Regions from separate parts of the Sus scrofa genome. Here region 1 is linked to region 2. Evidence: chromatin contacts called from public HiChIP or PLAC-seq data. All regions are on one chromosome and are shown on one strand. The core of a region is the stretch at or near the end of the contact, and the rest is flanking DNA. Distances in the headings are between cores, read along the strand shown. Region 1 holds the start of GAREM1 (GRB2-associated and regulator of MAPK protein 1). Region 2 overlaps GAREM1 (GRB2-associated and regulator of MAPK protein 1).

What was found. HiChIP or PLAC-seq counts read pairs in DNA pulled down with a chosen protein or histone mark.
Region 1: an H3K27ac HiChIP or PLAC-seq map of skeletal muscle shows a contact between it and region 2. The contact joins the promoter of GAREM1 here to the enhancer-like site in region 2. A contact is called at or near these places in 1 of 5 promoter capture datasets (liver), 5 of 47 Hi-C or Micro-C datasets (fetal heart ventricle, fibroblasts, heart right ventricle and 1 more) and 1 of 2 datasets of contacts at active chromatin or transcription factors (skeletal muscle).

The regions. Positions count from the first base shown.
Region 1 is chr6:116,322,773-116,326,399 of Sscrofa11.1, forward strand. It overlaps GAREM1 (GRB2-associated and regulator of MAPK protein 1), which reads right to left and starts at 2,081. Exons shown (of 6, transcript XM_003482054.4): 1 at 1,809-2,081. The coding sequence starts at 1,929. LOC102163160 (a long non-coding RNA gene) reads left to right here and starts at 2,465. Exons shown (of 3, transcript XR_298647.3): 1 at 2,465-2,972.
Region 2 is chr6:116,204,295-116,207,679 of Sscrofa11.1, forward strand. All of the region lies in intron 2 of GAREM1 (GRB2-associated and regulator of MAPK protein 1), which reads right to left. Among named protein-coding and RNA genes, the nearest start is that of GAREM1, 120 kb to the right of the region's middle. Within about 2 kb of position 2,132, at least 24 of the 83 cell types and tissues checked have an H3K27ac peak or open chromatin away from gene starts, as enhancers often do. A contact at or near this core is called in skeletal muscle, where this site is marked.

The sequences.
Region 1 (3,627 bases), core at 831-3,330, 120 kb after region 2:
CAAGTGGTAATAAGAGAAAATTTACAAGAAATAACTGGAATTACACATATAGTGATCAAAATCCATTTTACAGCTTGAAAGGACACAGTGTTAAGACTTGCTACCCACGTCCTAATTTTAAAAAGAAGTGTGGGATGAGTACACTGCTGATTCAGATCCTTTTTATGAATGGCCGGGATAGGAAAGTGGATAATAAAGCTCAAAGTAATGTCTGCAAGTGATATTCAGCCTCTTTGAAACTTTCAGTTTAATGAAACCTCGGTGTGACTTTTACGCCACACGCATTAATGTTCCCTGCCTGGTTAGGAAGTTTCGTTGGAGGGTGAGGAAATGAGAGACCATCAGAAAAGGTGAGGACTCATAACCTTCCAAAACACAAAATTTTGCACAGCAAAAGAGTAAATGAAATACTGAGTACACACACACACTCTCTGATTTAGATCCACAGATACAGATTTAAAGCACCCCACTCTAAGCAGAAATGCTTCCACACACCACCTACCCTTCCCTGAATTCATCTGCACTTCATTACTAGTTTTAAAACTCCTAATTTATTCTCAATGCCCACCCTTACCACCAGCAACTAAACAAGGCCAGCAAGCATGCCAAGGCTGTTTTCCAGCTTTCATGAACTTTCTTGCTTGCCTTTATTTTTCAAATCAGTACTTCAAATGTCTAATCTAACTAACCCCACAGATAAGAAAGGGAACAAAAATGCCTTTGGACGGTTATATGTCTCATGTTACACACACAGTACTCCAGAAAAGGAGTAACCCAAGTCCTTGTGACTTGAAATGACATCTTCCTGCTCAGTGCTCTCCTGACTTGGCCTGTGTGATCAGAGCTCTATCTGCCTGTCTGCCAGCCTGGGTCCAGGTGCTTCGAGCAGCCCGGCAGCAGCTTGTTTCTGCCAACGTTCTGAAATCCTATGAAGCCAAAATCAACGGAAGTTATCATGAAAACACAAAAGACAAAACACACCTAAATTGCCACCTTGTATGTCACAACTCTCAAACTGAAAGGTATATACTTGCTTGACAGTATGCACATCTATCTACTTGTTTGCAGATGTCACCCTGCAGAACAAACAGCTGGGAGACGTTTGATTGGTTTCTGGTTGACAATTTGAGGAAACAAGCATTTCTTAGTTCTGAGCTCAGGTTCCAAGTCAATATAGGTTTCAATTTTTTCCAGGCTCGAAATGCGCTAATAATTAACCTTAAGCATACCATCACTTCCACTAAAAACATTTTCTACACACAGCCCTAAATTACTTTCAGTTCAGTGAAACCAAACAGACAAGCCGTAATGAAAGGTCTCCAAGAAATGTGATCCCTTTCATTGGTCACCCAGGAGCTTTTCCCCTAAAATCTGCTTCTTGTGGGGGAGGGGAAGGGGGAGGAGAGCATCCAAAATAAAGATGCCACCCAAAGCACAATTATTTTGTAAGAAAGTTGTCTAAGACAACTCTTCAGGGTTTTCCAGGTTGAGTAATTCCTACAGGCTGGAGGGGAGGGACAGCTCGCCTCCAAGATTACTATCTGCAGAGGTTTCCTTACTTTTTTTTTTTTTTTTTTTTTTTTTTGCGTCCTTTTTAATTACACTGCAAGGGCTGTGATTTTCACATCTCCAGAGGTTGCTGGGGCGGGGGGGGGGGGGAGTTCAGAGCAACGCGCCAGGCTGCGGCAGCCGCTCTGTCCAAGTCCAACGCTACAGGGGTGGGCAGCCCACTCCCACCGGGTCCCACCCTCCCGAGCTACACGCGCGCACAGCCGCGCCGAGACTGCGGTCCGCGGGCGGGGACTCACCGCTGTCCAGCCGCGCGATCTGGGGCAGCCGGTAAGTGCTGACCAGCAGGTCGAGCGGAACGGCCACCGAGCTCCACTTCACATCCTTGAGGCTGCAACCCAACGAGGGCGCCGGGTCCATCTTCCCCGCCTCCTCCGGCCCCGCGCTCCCGCCGCCGCCGGCACCACCTCGGCGGCCGCCGCTGCTCGCGCTCGTGGTCTGGGGCGCGCGGGGGGCGCCGGGCACTCCCGCCGCGGGCTGACCGGGGGCGCGGCGGCCGGGAGGGAAGGAGGGGGCCCGCGGCCGGCTCAGCTGCCGCTGCGGGGCATGGCTGGGGCGCCCCGCGTGCCCTCAAGCCCGGAGAGGACTCGCAGCAGCCCCACGGCGGCGGGCGGCGGCGGCCGGGGTAGCTGCGGCGGCTCCCGCTCCGCCTCCTTCTCTGGCCCCGGGTCTGCAGCTGCGGCGGCCGCCCGCTCGCCTCCTCCTCCTCTTACCCCTCCTTCCCTCCGCCTCGAGTGTGTGAGGAGGAGCCGCGGGTCTGAGAAACGCCATAGCAGCGCTCCCAGCACTGACTAATCAACAAGGTGCGAGCAACGCCTGCGCAGCTCTGGGAGACACCGCCCCCGCCCCCGCCTCCCCGGCGCCTCCCGCCCCGCCCCGCCCCGTCTGGCCCCGCCTCCGGCGCGGCCTCCGCCTCTCGCGGTCCGGCGAGCTCAGCTTGGCAACGGCTCCCGGGTCCCGCCGCGGCCCCGGCCGCTCGAGAAGCTCCGCAAGCTTTAGCTCTCGCTCCCCCGTCCGACCGCTCGGGCGCCCTGCAGCCTTGCCCGGCGCCACCGCGCGCCCGGACTCCTTCGCTGCGCTGTGCCTTCTTGTGGGGCGACCTGGAGGAACGCAGCGAACTTAGGAATCTTTCCTAGGCGTTGTCAGGCACTTCTCCAGTCCACCCTGGTACCGGAGTTGCTACTCCAGGGCACAAAAGTGATCTGTTTGGTGTCCATCTCTTGAGAGTGCCGCGGACAGAGCTGGGAAGGGCAGGCGGGGAGCATTCCTTGCCCCCCGACCCCCGTCCGCCGCCTCCCGCCAACCCTACAAGTTTACAAAAAAGCAGCTGAAGTTATTCCATCCAGTCTGGACTTTGGCTGCTAGGCAGAAAGACAAAGGCCGAAGCACCGAGAAGCAGAAAGGTAATGAATAATCAGTGCCCACATAAGGGAAGGTGACTCGATTTAGTACCTTCATTGTATGGACAGCTGCTGGAGACTGCGGAAGATGAGGCCACCAACAGCCAGAGACACGCCAGGGGTTCCTGGGACACCAGTTTTTGTCACATGCTTTTCTCAGTTATTTCTCTCCCAACCTTAAAAGGTTGGAATAATTCCGGTGATAATTATATGCGTACCAAGAATTTAGGGAGTTTGGCAAGATTATATAACTTGTAGACAGTCTTGCCAGGATTCAAACCTTCTGTCTGCTTTTCATGATAACTATTTTATTTTCCCCAGTATTGAGTAAGGCCTGCCCACTTGCAGAGAGAGTTCAGAATGTAAAGGTGACTGTGAGTGAGATTCCTGTTTCTTTAGGCACTTACTGACTTTTCTGTGCTAATCTCTTTTTTTAGCGTTACTTTACCCGGAAACAGGTGAGCAGTTGCCAGATGAAGAGGTTGCCTATCAATTCTTAATATTTTTCACCACATATTCAGTGTTTGGTGCATAATGAGCCAGAACAAGCATCTGCTTGACCTGCCCAAGGGGACTTGAAAACATGCACCAGCCTCTCAGTGCTCTGGCTTAGGGCTGTGGCAATGAATAAACCTCTCTACAGCAATTGAAGAAAAAC
Region 2 (3,385 bases), core at 882-3,381:
GAAAAAAAAAAAGAAAAACAATCTTTTCAGAGGTGAATGGAGGCAACTGTACTAACTGGATAACAGAGGATGAGTTTGGGTCAGAGTGAGGAGATTTCTTGAAGACAGGGACTCTTCTTCCTCAGGAAATGCCACAGGATGCACAAAACAAACAACTGCTGTAGCTAAAGTCATAGAAAAAGATCAAATTAATGTCAATTAAAAATATGTCTGTATTCTGTGCAATGGATAAAAGTGGTAAAAAGGAATACAACAGGGTTTATAAGACAGTTTCTGTCTACAGAGCGACCACAGTGGTCTTAAAACAGCATGACAAAAACCTATGGCTAACAAGACACTTATCTGGGGGCTCCTTTCATGCCAGGTAATTACCTCCTGAGTTTGAAGATCTCTATGTATTCCACTACATAAATATGCCTTAAGCAATTCACTGCGACCTGTCACTGTTGTGGATTAATTTCCAGGAGGGTAGAATTTGGAAGTCTGACCCAATTGGACTTTCCTTTCTAGCTCTGCAAATTCACTCTTGACATTCCAGAGAACGTGCTGAGAAGTCCAAAGACAGGAAGGAAACATTGGTTGAGGCCTCCTTGCTAATTTAAAAACTACTTTTGGAATCTGCAATTATTTCTTAAAATAGAGATTTAAAAATCTCTGAATTCAAACTAGATTTTAATTTGCCTAGTTTAAACTTGTTTTGAAACTTTTGTAAAAAGCCACAAAAAAATGCTCTAGAAATTATCAAAAGGATACATTATGCTGCTCAATGAGGGAGGCAGAGGGTCAGGGTTTTGCCTGTGATTAACAATACTTGTCTTAGATTTGGCTAGAGGATCTGTCTCAAGAAGTTCCATTATTTTGAATGAGTCAAAACTGGGGTATTACAAGAAAACTATCTACATTTCGCATTATCATAAAAGAAATGAGAAGTAGGCAACATGCAACCTCAGCCTAGAAAGTCAACCAGAGCTCCATTTAAACATTAGTATTAAGGAAAATCCCCCTTTCCATTTTGTAAATATGTAATTTACCAACTCAAATAAGAGGATATAAAAAGAATCAAGTATACTTATAAATAACTATTAACTGGTATTTTATTTTTTAGGATAATTAGGTCATCAATGAACATTACCTGCAAGAAATCCATGTAAACATCCTCTGGTGTTTACAAAGAACTGTGTCTGAGGACAAATATATTTCACAGAAGTTATCATATTTAGTCCACTTCCTTATGTGTAAACTGTTCAGAATACACTGATTTAAAATAGAATGAATTTATTTTAAACCTTTGTTCTCTGAAATCACAGACTGAACTTTTCCCGGTCCTTCTAACTTTTCCATAAAGTTTACCAGCACAGGCATATTATTAAATAACTAGAAATAAGCATCTATAAAATAGTGATTTCCAACAACTTGACAAGAACTAAGAAGTACTGGAAGCTAAGAATTTTGTACACCGAGTAACAGTTACATTATGTCTTTGCAGAGGCCACTGTTATTTGTAAAAATTTAAAAATCAGTAACTATATTAAAATGGATTATAAATATAGATATACAACAAACAGTTGCTGAGTGAGGGAATAATAAATTAATACAATTTCAACTTACTAGACTAGTAAATCTTACCGGTTTCACCACCTGACAAGCTTTTGGTCATTCTGTATTTTTTTAACCAGAAAAATACAAAAAGGATCATGTAAGCTTGTAAACTGGCATGCTGTTAAAAATGGATCCTTGATTTTGAAAAGGTAGCATATAATATTGGAAACAAGGCATGCTTTTTAAATCTAACCCTAAAATTTCAATGAGCTCTAAAAGGACATTTGCTCGAGTCCAGGGAATGTGGAACACAGCATGAGAAATGTGAACATTCTTGGTAAACTGACATCATCATGACAACTTTGGCAGGGTTCCAAGTGTCTGAAGCAGACCGGAGTCTTGTTTATGAAGTGGAAGAAAGAAAACTTGGGCTTTCTGATTTACACCTTGGCAACCAGTAGAGATAGTTAAAAGAAAGGGAACACTTTTTATGAACAGTAACGGGCAAGTTTCAGTGAAGTAATGGGCAAAGGAGAAAAGAAAGCTATTTGAAAAGTGAAAAACTGCCCCCTCCTTTCAGAATGAGTCATTCAGAGTCTCTCTCCTCTCTAAATATACATACACATGGAGACTTAAAAAAGCCTATTTATGAAAGGAATATAACCACTTTACAGTTTGGAAAGTAAGAATAAAATAACCCATAACAGTTCAAATTCAATAGACATACCCTGATTAGGATTTTTGGCTAATCTTAGTACATTCTCGTCACAACTGCTTTAAAAATAGAGCCAGGGTCTTTCAGGGTCTTTAAGATAGTAAATATGGACCCAAACACATTTAAATTTGGTATAAGGAAGGATAAACATTTCTACTCAAACTTGTGGATGTAAATATTGCTGACCGTACATGAGGTCTAGCTGTTACTGCTTCAAACTAAAGATTAACACCTCTTCTAAGAAATGTACAGAGTTTTTAAACGCAGTTTTAAAAACAGCTTTTTACACATCAAATCAACTCATAGGTTGTGAATCACTTCTTAAAGTTCTTATTTGGATGTTTGTCCTTTATTTTAGCAAATTATGAATTGAAGAGTTTTCATTTCTACTTTATACAATAAAAAGATGTGAGTTTTAAAAACATCCAAGTTCACACTGCAGAAACAAACCAAGTGATGGCCCTCTAATTTCTTAACACCTATGAAACCCCAGTGGATCAAGGTTTTACATTTCTGTTCCACATTAAGTTTTTTGGCATATCAGGAATGCAAACCACCATATTTCAATAAAATTGCAATTTATTAGATAATTCCTACTTTTTGGGTAAATACATTGTTTTTGAACAGTATTCCTCTTTTTAACTGGAAAGAGAGCAAACAATAGCAAAAGCGTTTGTAAGCAAACATTTTTTCTAGGATCCTGTAGCTTAATTTCTTAGTCCTTTGGTTAAACTTTTGGTCCTTCTGTCTCCTCAACTTTAAATTTTACAGTGCACTGTTCTATTTCCTTACATCATTAAAAAAAGTTTAAAGTCATCAATGATGCTATTTGTAACTAGGAAGTAATTTTCATTCAATTGTGTTAAACCAGAAAGGAGTACTCAGGCACCATACAAAATGTATTTGAGTGTCTTAGTCATTTTAATCACCATTACATATTCACTTTCTTGGCTCTCCAATGGTTTTAAAAGGTTATCTTTAGATTTATTACTCATTAATCAGACTCAAATCATCAATAGAGAAGACTTATGCAAAACTATTGATGCAAGCAGGAGAACAACAATTAGAGTTCTTGGCCCTAATTTAACCTGGATATAAATAATACAGTAATAAAGGTTCAGACTTTTCCAT